2 separate regions of the Zea mays genome follow, and region 2 is linked to region 1. Evidence: chromatin contacts called from public Hi-C data. All regions are on one chromosome and are shown on one strand. The core of a region is the stretch at or near the end of the contact, and the rest is flanking DNA. Distances in the headings are between cores, read along the strand shown. Region 1 holds the start of LOC100278796 (acyl-coenzyme A thioesterase 13). Region 2 holds the start of LOC103646432 (a long non-coding RNA gene).

The links. A called contact is a pair of places that touch in the nucleus more often than the background predicts.
Region 2: a contact with region 1 is called in a Hi-C map of ear, with 1.9 times the contacts expected there. The contact joins the enhancer-like site here to the promoter of LOC100278796 in region 1. A contact is called at or near these places in 3 of 25 Hi-C or Micro-C datasets (ear, leaf and tassel).

The regions. Positions count from the first base shown.
Region 1 is chr2:50,954,816-50,962,192 of Zm-B73-REFERENCE-NAM-5.0, reverse strand. LOC100278796 (acyl-coenzyme A thioesterase 13) reads right to left here and starts at 2,637. Exons shown (of 3, transcript XM_008671169.3): 1 at 2,175-2,637; 2 at 1,919-2,062; 3 at 1-57. The coding sequence starts at 2,351.
Region 2 is chr2:51,078,263-51,085,639 of Zm-B73-REFERENCE-NAM-5.0, reverse strand. LOC103646432 (a long non-coding RNA gene) reads left to right here and starts at 6,212. Exons shown (of 3, transcript XR_562193.3): 1 at 6,212-6,593; 2 at 6,673-7,017; 3 at 7,089-7,377. Within about 2 kb of position 3,454, at least 17 of the 20 cell types and tissues checked have an H3K27ac peak or open chromatin away from gene starts, as enhancers often do. A contact at or near this core is called in ear, leaf and tassel, where this site is marked.

The DNA of each region.
Region 1 (7,377 bases), core at 1,388-3,887:
GACGACACCGACTGATTTTCCAGCACGTAATAACTTTCCCTCAACCTCTATTTCCTCCTGGACAATTAACCCCGAAAGTTAAATGTAATGCCGAAAGTTAACCAAAGGACCATCAGCCCGTATACAACGCGGCATCTGGTTGTATCAACTACCAAGATGGTTACTTTTTATAACTACCAGAAAAAAAAATTCCAGATATAAAGTGACACAATCCTACACTGTTCAATAATGTTATCCAATAGGCTCCAACTGTAACCGATAACAACACAAAACGAATAAAGAACAAACACGAGTCATTTATTTCACCATCTTTTCTGCTTATACACGCAACACATCCATACTTTAGGTAAGACTATAACCATTATGCAAGTTTCCAAAAGGTAAAAAGCAAAGAAGTAATAACCATTACATCTTGCCAGTGAAGCTGTTGTCATGCAATTTTTAATGATGTTAAGTCATAAAAAATGTAAGCATTCTACCTTTATAGACGACCATGAAGCAGCACTAAACTTCTAGAAGAATCTGAAAATAGTTGATATTTATCTATCCTAAATAAACAATGTTAGACCTAACGATACTGGCATGGCAACAGGCATATCTGTCAATCATGAGCGCAGAAAACAATAAAAAGTATGAAACTATCAGCATTGAGTCATTTATTTGGCAGCGATTAGGAATATATCTTAATCACTCTGAAGATGATTTTCTAGTATAAGAAAGATGGATAAATGAATTAGGATTTAAAAAGTCTATTCCAAAATTAAACTAAAGATAGGTTCATAGGTCCTGGAATTTTGTTATCATGGATACATCAAGTTGTCTAGAACAGGCAGAGAAGATTATATGATGAAATCTTTGCCACATCCTAGTAAAACCAAAGAACATTCACTATTGAAGTTTTTTTTTGAACGAAAACGGTAGGAGCTCTGCCCATCAATTAAGGGGAAAGAGTTTAAAGGGAACAAACAACAGTCTGAGACCGGACAAGCCACACTCGAGCACACTCAACGGGAGGCTAAGCCCCACACACTAATAGCTCCAGGCTAGCAGGAAGCAGCTGTATGAAAATTACATGAAAAGTAAAGCCCATCTAAATTGTGAAACATCTTCTTTAATTCTTAAGGCGAATTGGACCGGGGAAGGGCGACGCTTTCGAAAATCCTACAATTTCTCTCCTTCGAGAGGTTCCACATTGTGTAAATCACGATGCCGTTGAATGTGCGCTTCTGATTTTTTGGTAGTGGGGAAGTCGCGGCTTACCACCACTCCATAATGTTGGTGGAGGAAGCAAGGTCACTATTGAAGCTGTACCATCATTAATTACCACAAAATGTACAGTCTGGGCTATGGGCTCTGGCCTCTACTAGACAGGTAAGCTAATAACTTATTTCAGAATGCCAGAAAACAATAAAAGCAGAAATCTAACAACTTCCATCAAACTGGAAGCAAATTTCAGCGTCCCCAACTCACTCCTACAGTCCTACTCATCCGCCAACTTCACAATACTGACTAGTATCCAGTATAGAGAAGATCCCTGAGGTGCAGTCCTATAACAACTTGGACACAGTTTCTGACAGCCAGAAATCCATGCACGAAAGCAAACAGTCGAATTGTACCAATCATGGACAGATGCAATTTAGGAGACAAACCACAGCATATCAATCTGGCATTCGCCTAAAACATGCTAAAACCTCGACGCAGCCTCATTTTAATACAAACTACACACCTTAGCAATTACTTGCAGTGAATGCCATTTTCTTCAGCAAAAAAAGGGATTTTCCCCAATTGCCTAGCTCTAGCGCTAGCAAGTGCAAAATCGATCCAGTTCAATCATAGATTCCGATCTCCACACGAGCTACTTTTTTTTATACCATAATCGAAGACAACATGAAATGTGATCCAAGAGAGAGGGTCTTACCCCGACGGCAGCCGAGTCGACAAAGGAGACGCTGATCTCGATGGAGACCCCGCTGCTGGGGATCCCACTGCAGAAGAACACAGCCGATCCCAGCTGGTCGGCGAGCGTCGCTGTGACACCGCTGCGGAGGTATCCCACGGGACTCTGCAAGGGCACCACAGATCGAACCAAGTAGGCAAGCTCATATGTTTCGTCAGTCACTCAGTCGCCACCATCTCAAACCGAGGTCGCAAAGGGAGGGGAGTGCGAGGCTTACCGCGAGGCGAGGGGTGACGACGAAAGAGCAGAGGAGGCGGCCGTGCTCGGCGGCTTCGATACGGACGCCGCTGAGGACGAAGGGGTCGTAGAAGTGGAGCCGCGCAGGGGTGGAGCCAGTGATTTCCTCGGCGGTTGCGGTGGGCTCCAGGCTTTTCCGCACTGCTTCCGGGCCCATGGTGGTGTCGCGCCGGCCGGCGAGGAGGTCGCGCCACCTGATTCCGACGAGGTGCCGTGTCGGCAACCAAGACGAATTGGTTGGAGCGGCAAGATTGTTTTTTAGCCCTTTGTCGTCGCCGCCAAAACAACATCTCAATTCTCATAGCACTCGCTTAATTATCCTATTTAAACAGCGCATAATAAATGAAATACCTTAGAGCTAGTTTGGAAGTCTAAAACCCGGAGAGAATTAGAGAGGCTAAAATTCTCTCCTTATTCAATCTTGAATAAGAGATGGATTTTAGCCTCTTCAATCTCCTCCGGTCCTCCGGTCTTGAGACTACCAAACTAGCCCTTAGTGTAGCTATTAACCTATTTTTCTTGGACCTAATAACTCGATCTGCATAGTTAATGAGATGTAAACTGTCCATGAATTGTATTGATATCGAACCTGAACTTAATGCTATTTTGACTGAGCATAGGCATTAGTCTTACAAGTTTCTAAGCCTAACTCCAACCATTCCTCCTCTCGAATCCTCACGTTCGTACTTTCTATTCATATTTAAATACTCCTTAACTATTTTCCATATTGCATATCCTCTCCAACCATTCTCTCTATTCAGCTCACCTTACTCCTTAATTGATCTATTTAGGCTACGTTCGGTGGATCATGTAAAATGTGAAATCTAAAACTATAGATTATACTATTTGTAGAATAAAATTTGAAACATGGATGCAATAGGGGATGTGATATAGGAGCCGCTGGAGACGACCTTAACATATTTACATCAGTTTTTAGAGTTTTGAAAAAAATACTACCATATTTGTAGTATTATAATACATATTATTATCGGGTAATTAAACTTGAAAAAAGTTAATTTAATAATTAAATGCGCTGGTTAATGAAAGGGGAGACTAGTAGTGTGTTTGGTTTGAGTGATGAGCTAGTCCATCATCTTATCACTCCTTACTTTTTTGTTTGGTTTGTGGATTGGAATGAGTTGATCCATCACCAGCTCATTCTTCATAGTTAATTAGTTAGTACTAATATGAGGATTGAGATCATTCCACCAAATTTGAGAAATAGATCCATGATGCACCATCTCATTTTGGATGGAATGATTTCTTAAACCAAACGCCCCCTAGAACTTCCCTTTCATGGCATGAGCAGAGGCTCTCCCTCTCGCGAGGGGGCACCACTGGACAATAATTCATCGTTTTCGTACACGCACGGGAGAGAGGGCGATGTCCAGTGAATGGTTGGAGAGGGTCCAAAGTATCTTGAACCTAGAATGCCTCTGTATGTAGCATTTAGGGAGAAAATAATATACATATAATTCGAACTAGTGCATTGGGTTCAAAAGTTCAGTACTGCATTCTTCTAAATTGTTGCCATGCGGTGCTTAGGAGTCAGAACTTGAGACAGACATTGGCTATATTTCTGATGAGTTTGTTTTGGATTGCTGGTATCCCGAACAATGGGCTTTGTAAAATTAGTATGTCAAACCTTGCAATTGGATTCCTTGTACTATAATAATCGGATGTTTAGTCTTTTGCTATCGTTCCCACGTTAGCTATCAATCGGAAACGCCTGCCAGTCCACGCCTTTGACTCGCACTCCGCTTTCAGATCTAGGCGGACGAGGAATGATGGATTAGAGGTGCACGAGTGCCACCCCGTCGTCGGCGGCGACGCCGTGTTAGCTCCACAGCGACGACCTCATCACCCACCAACGGCTGATGGACTTCCTCCACAGGGTGAACCTCAAGTACGTCAAGCTGGAATACCACTACCTCATCACCCCTGGCCCCTGGTGACGCTGACGCTGCTGCCGTTGATGGTTGTGATCCTGCTCGAGGCCATGGGCACTGACCCTGACGACGACCAACCCAGTTCTGGCATTCAGGCTCCACCTCCACTCGTGTCCGCGCTCATCCTCTCCCTTGTGCTCGTGTTCATCGCCACTATACATATTTAACTATGCGTGTCGGCACTGTATACAGGCACGACACGAATATCGCTCCCGTGTCGAGTCAGGGTAACACGCGGGCTAAACTGGCAGCCTAGACCCGACACGCCAACATCTTCGTGGGCCGGGCCGGATCGAGAGTACGGTTAGCCCGGCAATGACGTGCCGAGTCCGGACCATGAATAGAAATACAAAATCACATAATTATACAGAAAACACAGAATTATACACACAATGCATCTCAAAATTTCATTGTACTACATAAGACAATCATTTCAACATTTATCACAGAACAGGACAATTAGCCAAATAGATAATTAATTTGGAGCCTTAGTGCAATGATACCTTATTAAAAACCTTCCTAGGTAAAAACTCATACCTCGTGAGAAAACCTAGGAAGAAAAAGAGTACACCCAACTCCTTATAAAGTTCGTAGTACAGTTCACAGTACATGTCCATAGATATTATACAAAAAAACATAAATAGATGTAAAACCAGAAGCATTTCAAGCTTGTTTGGCACTAGAACTTCCTGGTAATGGTTCCTTGCTGCTCCTCCCTCTTTGTTCAAGAACAAGTGACTTGTCCTTCTTATTAATGCTACCTGCTGCAGATCCTCCCTCCTTTCTCTTGCTCCCTGGTGATACTTGTTGCTCATCATCTAGGTACGTAGCTTCAAAAGCCGATTCAAGTTCCTTGGTTTTCTTCTCCACAGTGTGTTGCTTGTGTTGGTTAGCCAATTCCCAGTCTTTGATGCAAGAGAGCACCTCCACCATGTTTGTTGTCAATCGTCGTCGCCGCTGCTCGAGCACCCTACTAGCTAGATTGAAAGTGGATTATGAAGATATAGTAGACACATGGACAATCATAACATCTCTAGCAAGTATAGAATATGGTTGTAAACGTTTTAATCCCCAACGACTATTTGGGTGGTTGGGGCTATAGATACACCCCAACTAGCCCATTCAATACCCAAGAGTTGAGCACTCATTGCTACATTTAATAGCAACACTCCAAGTGATAAAAAGCCTCCCAAGTGTCACAATAGTGAGAATCAAGCAAGCAATAGCCGTTCTCGTTAGAATTGTGATCGTGCCTTGTGAGAGTGACTTAGAGGAGATTGTGTGCTGTGATCTTGTGTTTGGAGTTTTGACTCCCATCCATTGTAAAGCTAGCGAGAGGCTTTGATGTGTGTGACATACCTCACGGAGATTTAAGTCTCTCAATCAAGAAAAGTGAGAGGACTTAAGTTTGATCTTTGGAATCACTTGAAAGGGTTGAAAGAGACCTGGTCCCTTAGGACCCCTCAACGGAGACGTAGATTTTGTTTAGAATCTGACTCCGATAAACAAATCCTCGTGTCTTTGTGTTTGATTGTTTGCGATTTGTTTCCCCTCTTCCTCTCTAACGTTCTCCTGCTTTGATCTTCATTCAAATCCTTAAGTGTTGCTCCCTAAGTTTATTCTGCACTCATTTGAGCAACACATTGCAAGAAAAACTCCTCTCTTCAACTCCATTTATTGTACCTCTTGCTCTAAATGACTAATTTGTGATCAATTTTTGTTGTAAGTGATTAATTTTTAGGTTTCAAACATTCACCCTGTGGGGGATAGATATCCCCCGGGTCCACTAAAAGAGTAAAAGACCTCACGAAAGGCCCAAGGGCCCAATAAATCGTAAGGTCATTCTTTCGTGGGCCTGGGGAGGGACAACCAGCAAAGCAGATCGACATGGGGCCGGATTGGTGCAAACCCGGATGGCCCACAACGTCGAGCAAGCGACCACAACAGAGATTCGACTTTCCCGCGCTGGAGCCCCCATGCAACGGAGCCATGCGAGGATAAGTCGGCAGAACTACAAGGAGATAAACTCAAACAGTTCACTATCTTTTAGCTACACATTGTTATCATATCCACGTGTATTGCCCCACGGTCGAGTATATAAGGCCTAGAGGGCACCCCTTCAGAACGATCGACCCTATTACTTAGTCACCCACTTCAACTCTCTGCATTCTCAATTCAGAGAGCTCTCTTGTAACCTCATTTACTCAGCATACTCACCAGGACGTAGGGTGTTACGCGTCTCTAAGCGGCCCGAACCTGTAAACCTTGTCCACTGTCCCTCGTGCAATTGGCACGAACCATTTTGCTACAGTCGTCGACACTGTCCTACTCTTAAAAACACCTTGAGGGGCAACCCCGGGTGTGCGGTCGGACCCAAAACACCGACAGCTGGCACGCCAGGTAGGGGGTGTGTCGACGTTCCAAGCTAGCTCAATGGCCGTCACCTTCCACAACAAGATCACCCTCCGTCCCGGATCCGTATTCTGCTTCAGAACAATCTCATCCGTAGCAGATGAAGAGGGAACTTGTCGGGGACCATAATTAGGGGTACCCTCAAGACGCCTAATTCTCAGCTGGTAACCCCCATCAGCATAAAGCTGCAAAGACCTGATGGGTACGATTAAGTCAGGGATCAGTCCACACGAGTGACTCGATCACGCTTCACCCGAGCCTAGCCTCGGCCAAGGGCAGCCGACCTCGAGAGACTTCCGTCTCGCCCGAGGCCCCCCTTTTATGGCGGACACATCACCGGCTCGCCCGAGGCCTTGGCTTCGCTCAGAAGCAACCTTGACTAAATCGCCACACCGACTGACCAAATTGCAGGGGCATTTAACGCAAAGGTGGCCTGACACCTTTATCCTGACACGCGCCCCCGGCAGAGCCGAAGTGACCGCCGTCACTCCACCGCTCCACTGGCCAGTCTGACAGAAGGACAGCGCCGCCTGCGCCACTCCGACTGCAGTGCCACTCGACAGAGTGAGTCTGACAGGCAGTCAGGCCTTGCCAAAGGCGCCACGGCGAACTCCGCTCCGCCCGACCCCAGGGCTCGGACTCGGGCTAAGACCCGGAAGACGGCGAACTCCGCTCCGCCCGACCCCAGGGCTCGGACTCGGGCTAAGACCCGGAAGACGGCGAACTCCGCTCCGCCCGACCCCAGGGCTCGGACTCGGGCTAAGACCCGGAAGACGGCGAACTCCGCTCCGCCCGACCCCAGGGCTCGGACTCGGGCTAAGA
Region 2 (7,377 bases), core at 2,205-4,704, 120 kb before region 1:
TAAATACTACTCCCTCAATCCAAAAATATAATTCAAGAATCTCGATGATACTTATCTACTACTACGCATTGTGCAAAGGTAGCAGGTGGGCTTGGGAAGAGATGTAGTAGATGTGTTTTCTGTTATAGATGTAGACATAAATACACATGTGGTGTAGTGGTAGCTAGTGCTAGCATTTGCTTGAGAGATCATGAGTTCGAATCCCCTTGGGGCCATGTGTATTTTTAGGCGTCGGCTAGAATGATGGCAGAACATGAGAATAATAGATATAGTGCGCGGGGGAATGAGAATAATAGATATAGAATAGTGGCAGAACATGAGAATGGACTCTGCGCGGGGAGAAGGGAATCGGAAAGACAGAACACGGAATGAGCAGAACAGGGAATGACAGACTACTATTGCAACATTAATAAGTAGTAGAGAAGAGATTTACCTAGAGATCACTTAAAAAATCATATATTAAATAAAAATTATACATGTCGCAATTGTTCTAACGTCATCATAGCTTCGTGTCTGGCAGTGCCCCAGTGGTAGTGGTAGTGGGACGATACATAATATGGTCTAATAACTTATTTTGGGGAGATCATTCTTAGCTCCTTCTACACGGACCAGAAGAAACTATAAGACCTGGGCCCGAACTGGGCCTGTTTGCTTTAGTTTCCATTCACATACGCTGTGAAGCTCCATGCGTAGCCCAGCTAACTGTTCAAGGAACAACGAGTTTTTATATTTCATTTTATATAAATTGTATATAAGTTGTATGATGTTGTCAAAACAAAAAAAAACACTGGTTCTGGACTTCGGGGCTTCGGGATGGACCCACCCACCGTCAGTCCATCAGTACAGTAGTGTTGATGGGACCAGACTACCGGAGCAGAGGCAGTAGCCGCCGGACAGTGCAGTGCGACTCTGTTTGCTCGGGCCCATGTCCGGCCATGGCAATGGCACACACACTGTACAAGTGTAAAGTGCCGTTGAAGAAGATGCGTACATGATTGCCCGCACCCAGATTCTAGAATACTTTGGGTCAACAGTGACACACGAGCTAGATCAGCGAGTCCAGCAGTCCACTGCCACGCGCCGCACACGCACAGTACACAGCTCGTCCGCTGCCCCGGCCATCTCTACCTGCCGAAATTAAGGCCGTGTTTCGGACGGTGCTGACTGTTGACGTCACGTCGCGATTGAGACCGACTCCGATCAGAGTCTCCTGCACTATATTTAAACAAAATTGTTTCTAATACGTACGTTTTAATATTATCCTCTAAAGCATCCTTTAACTATATTATAGAGAACGATCCTCCATCTTTTATACATGGAATCCATGACATCGAAATAGCAAGGCTTATCTTGTAACCACTAAAGTACATTTCCATTTAGGGAACATATCTGGTGCAAACCAACCCTTCCGAGTTCCGTGCAACCGTGCAAACTTGTAATCTGAACCACATGATGTTAGTATAAGGGGACGTGCGGAGGAGTTGGAGGGGGAATTTGAAAAAGTGTGATTAACAACGGGCGGTTAAGTGTAAAATTATCCACGTCCCTACATCTTTTAGATCAACATCATTTTGTTCAGATTAGAAGTTTGCACGATTGCATGGAGAGGTTGGTTTGCACCAGATACATTCTCTTCCATTTATTATATAAAAGTAATAAATATTGTAAATATTGTGCAATACAAATAATAGATGTTGTATATATATATACACTAATAATTTGAAAATAAAAATAATCGTTCCGGGATGGACTACTACACGAGCCGAGATGAGTGCTCTGACACACACAATTCTTGAGACTGACCGGCATGAGTCAACTTTGAATTGTGTCGAGCTGGACACTATTAAATGTGACGTGACTCGGGCAGGCCGGCTCATCAGACACGACTCATTTGACCATCTATAGTCTAGTATCTCAGCCCTTGTCATCCCTGATCTCGGGAGTGAAAAAAAAACGAGAAAAAACTTTATCTCATCTCACCACATACCTCATAGTCCGTTATCTCAATCTCTCTCCTCATCACACCGTCACCTATCATCTCTAGGGAAAAATCGCAGGTGCACCGCGCTATCCGAGGGCGTCATCGCCCGTTCAGATTCGTGTGAGGCGCACCGTCAGATCCGCCGCACCATTAGGGATGGCACTGCCGTACACCTAACTCGACATTGGTTTGGTTAGATCTAGAGGCGTGCCCGACTACCGGTGTGTGTTGACCATGTCCCAGTCCTCGATTGTCTTCCTTTGATGCGATCTAGAAATTTATGGATTTGGATCGTGTTTGTATAAATATTTCATTTAAGCAAGGTCTATCTGTTTGATATATAGAAACTGTATCAATGCACGACACGAACATCTAACTAGTAACGTACATACGAGATATGGAGAATATTGCTCGAGAGAAATGAGATATAATATAGTAAATATATTAGAGTCTATAAAAGAGAATATAGAGGATATGACTGAAGATAGTATCATGAAAATAACTCCGAGGCTAGTTTTGGGAATCATGGACATAGTATATATTTTTTTAGAGAAGATGAAGTCATGGAGGAGGACTTCCAGGAGTTTCATGTGTACGACGAGTTCTAGGCGTGGGTTAGCGGCAAACCCCGTGTTTATCTACTTTTCGTTTTCGCACTTTGATAATTGTTATTAATTATGTGGATGTCTCGGACATCATGATGTAATTAACTATTACCCTCTTTTATGTTATTATTCGAGCACTGTTTGATGATGTCTGATTATGTAACTACTGTGTACGTGGATTGCTGATCCTGACACGTACATGGTTTGCATTCGGTTTGCCTTCTAAAACCAGATGTGACATAAGTGATATCAAAGTCGTGCTGACTGTAGGATCGCTAACATATAGTAGAATAGTCGTTCTAAGGATAGGACTACACCGTGTGAGCGGCTGCCAGATCTACTTTTATCATTCAACGCAGCCAGGCTATCTGAGATGGAACTTTATATGTTCTTCTATCCTAAATGTAGAAAAGATTCTTTTCTTTATAATTTTAAACAGTTTTCTCTAAAACCTCCTTGATACTCTTTCATCTCCTCTCTATATCTTTCTTCTCTATTCTTTTCTATATTTTAGACAAAGGATTAAGTAAACTAAAATATATACATAAGATATTTAAGGATATGATAAATATAAATGTATAAAAAACCGAAGAGAAGTGTATTTTAATATAAATCTGTGCCGTATAGAGAATTAGTTATAAAAACGCTGTTAAATAAATATAATATATAGATATTTTTTTAAAAAAAATATGTACGTACATATAGTGGTGTCCACCCTCCGGCACTGAGAACTGCGGTCGGCCGTTGGCAGCGGCGAGCCCCGAAGCTGCCGAACCGTCAGCTACCCGCCCACCAACCCCCGTACCACGGGACGTAACTCGGGTTTGGAGCCGAGGAGTCGAGGACGCGAAGCCGAACCGGGGCTCGACACGACAGCAAGGGGCACGGGCGTCAGCGGTGCTCACGCTACAATAAACGCTCCTTGGACCCGAGATGCGTGCACGACCTGTACGGCGACAGTGCGCCGGTACATGTACAATACAATGACGCATGTGGTGGGCTACCTGCGTGCAGGCACGATTTGAGTGCCGTTGCCATCTTCAAATCCTCCGGCTATCTTGTGCTGTCGCGGTGTCGCCTGTCGCCGTGCTCCCCCATTTAAATCCCACTGTTTTCCGTGTCCATGGGCCATGAGCAGCAGAATAGGCGCTTCACTTCGTTGGCGATGGATGGCAAAGCAGTACAGCACACCTTACCGGCCCCTAATGAGAGTTTTATTTGTATTTAAAAATAATCTGTTATATAATATAATATTTTCTCGGTTTCAATTTATAATTCATTTGATTTTTTTACCCTAAGTTTGACCGGTTTGTCTTATTTATAAAATTCATAATTATTATTTAATTTTTACGGTGATATTGTTTAGCATATAATATACTTTAAATGTGTCTTTAAAAAAAATTCAAAAAAATGAATAGGACGAACCGTTCAAACGTGGCACATAAAAGTGAGACGAATTCTAATTTGAGACAGAGGGAGTATTATTTTTAATAAAAAAAGAAATAACAAGTTTTATATAAATAAAACTCTTCTCTCATGGTTACTATTTATCTATGAATTATAAAATTATAGAATAAAACTTACTATTAAAGATAAATGTTTCATCTATATTTTATTTTATTTTATAGAATATAACAGTCTTGAAATTTGTGTCGTAGAACTCTCTAAATAATACTACACTAGAGGCACGTACAACATTATTTAATGTATGGTCTCTTGAGGAGTCGGGGTTAATTGGAAAAAGTACAAGAGACAACTCTTCACGAAAAGTACGTATATACACAACTCTCTCTATATATTGTCTCTTAACTGCACTTATGATTTAGAGGACTCAAGATTGTATTATGCAATTTCTTAGTTGTCTCTTGGAAAATCGATATAAGGTCTGGGGGTATTACATGCCTTAACATCCCAACTCCCAATGGTCAACAATTATCCACTTTCTAGAAAGAACGGTTCAGCTAGTCGACAACTAGGACACGTCGAGGGGACCAAGACTTGACCACACATTTAGCGCGATGGGGTGTATCATGGCTTGTACAACCTCATTTAATATGGGGTCTCTTGAAGGGTATCTATGGGTTAATTGAATAAATACAAGAGATAGGCTCTTCACGAAGAGACTATCTCTACACATTACACAACTCTCCATACACATTGTCTCTCAACTGTATTTATGATCCAAAAGATCATAGTTGTATTATGAAGTTCCTTAGGTGTCTCTTGTATTTAGAAAACTGATCTAATATCTCTTCGTTGTACATGCCCTCATATCGGTGACGGACTTTGGTGATGCATGACAGGCAGACACTCGTCGCAATAATTAGCGAACTACCTAGCGCCTTGATACTCAAGAGGCATGCCCACATCCTACGTGGCACTCGAAATGTGCAAGGTATCTTCGGATCCCAGAGAGTCCCTTAGGGCTGATTTGGTGAGCCGGGATCCCGGGAGGATCGAAGGAGATTGAGGGGGAAATTAGTTTATTTCCCTCTCAATCCCCTCCAATCCTCTCGGGTTTCCCTTGTCACCAAATCAAGCCTTAGTGTTAGTTCTCACTCGATCTAGATACTCCTTCGACCGACACGGAGGACATGAGCTCCACGGCCTCCAACGGGATTGGGCCCCTAGCGTCAGTGAGCGGGTCGTCCCACTATGGCGATGCCAAGGCTAGCTCAAGTGCCCCGGCCCCAAGGGAAGAGCTGGCGGTGGACCCCGCTTCACTCGTGGCGCCTGCGGAGCATCGCGAGGAAAGTGTCGAGGCAATGGTGTCATCCTCCGCTCCTGCTACGTCGGTTGGGCATGGCGAGGGGAACGGTGCTGGTGGCATCGCACCCTCTGTCGCCCATTGCGCCATCGAAGCGTCGCAAGGGGAAGGAGCTGGTGACAACGCCTCCCCCAGCATCCTCCGTGTTGGCGGTGGTAGTTCCTTTAGGGCTTGTTTGGGTAATCTTGGATTGGAGTGGATTGAGGTGGTATAAGGTGTATTGAAGTGTAATATGAACTAATTTCCCTTTCAATCCCTAAAATACACTTCAATCTACTTCAATCCCTCTTTATCCAAACAAGGCCTTAGCATAGAGGAGGCCCACCGCTCGGAAGCGTTCCTCGTGATACTCCAAGCTTTCTCACTGCTTTTGTTTCTGCCTATGTCCTTGTTCTGAGCTCTTATTTGGTTTTTTCGTCAGTGTGTACATGTCGTGCAAGATGGTGAAGGAAGCGACCCTCGCGACAAAGGGAGGGGCCGACTATTGTGGTGATGAACACCCCTCCCATACCGACCACACCAACCTCGCTGGTCGTTCAAGGGGACCCAAGCATGTCCGCCCTCGGCGCGGTTCCTCCTAAGGTTGATGGTTCCTCTATCCATCCAGGGCTAGTTTGGGTACTCTAGTAATGAAAGGGATTAGAGTGGATTGAGATGTATTATGAGAGTTTTTGATCTATTGGGGATTTATACACTCTCCAATCCCTCTAAACCACTTCAATACTAGAGTACCCAAACTAGTCCCCAAGAGGAAGTTGAAGTGGTCGCATAGGTTGCCCCTGGTGTGGCTCCGGTGCTAGGCGCGACACTTGTCGTCCCATTCTCGCTGCCCTCGACCCTTTGCCTTCAGGTGTTGCGGCAGTGGGGGTTGTTGGGGCCCAGTCGCCCAGACCTAGCCTTCACCGGACATCCCTCCCTCCTCTTCTCGGGGAGTGGTGCTCCCTGCGCTGCCCATTCTCGGATAAGACCTAGCCTTCACCGGACATCCCTCCCTCCTCTTCTCGGGGAGTGGTGCTCCCTGCGCTGCCCATTCTCGGATAAGGTTCCGAGGGGTCACCCCATCATTCTCGAAGGCCTGGAAGGAGAGGATATGGATGTGGAGCAATGGCAGCTCATCGAGGGAGCATCTGCTAGAGCTGACAAAGGTCTAGAGACTATTGAGCGCTGCCTCGACAATTTCGAGGAGGCGATGTTGATAGCCTGCACTATGATGATGTGGGACCTGCTCCCCATCGGCCAGGTGAACATTCTTCCCGTTGTTGATTTTTACTCGTTGTTTTTTACCAACATTTTGGTGATTGTCTGATCGCTTTCTGTAGCGCCTATTTTATCGATCGATGGCACAGAGGGAGGTGTTGCTAACTGCATGACAGAAGGTGGAGCAGCTGCATGCGGAGGTCTCCCATTCGGAGGAGAGAAAGCACGAGCTCGCCTCACTTCGTGCTGAGGCTGAAAGGCTTTGTGGAGAGGTGATGTGCTTGCGCACGCAACGTAGCGAGCGCGGAGCAGCGCGAACCTCCTTCGAGAGGAGAGGGGCCATCTTCAGGGGGACATGCATGAGTTGAATCATTGGGCCAAGGAGGCCGAGTGGACCCTGAGGGTGGAAAATGCTTGCCTAGAGGAGGCAAACTTGGAGCTCTCAAGAGAGCGCAAGGCGGTCGAAGGTAAGTCCTTCTTTTGGTTGTGTGTTTCTGTCAACTGACACTCTAGGTTGCTCAAGCCTTTCCTTCCACAGAGCTCCAGAAAATGTTCTCTAATGCCCAAGACACCGGGAAAGTGGTGGAGGAGCTGAAGAAGGCGACGGAGGACGAGATGTGCAAGCCCGCGCTTGCCGATGATGATGTTGTCGCCACACAGGTCCAGGGAGAGAACTCGCTCTTAGAGTGAAGCACGGAGCGTTAGGCTCTTCGGCTAGCTATGGGCACGGTGTGTGCCCACCTCTCTCCTCTGACACCGATCATGGTTCGTCTGATCAATTGGCTGCATGCGATGCCCTGCCACGTGGAGCGCGTCGTCGTCGAAGG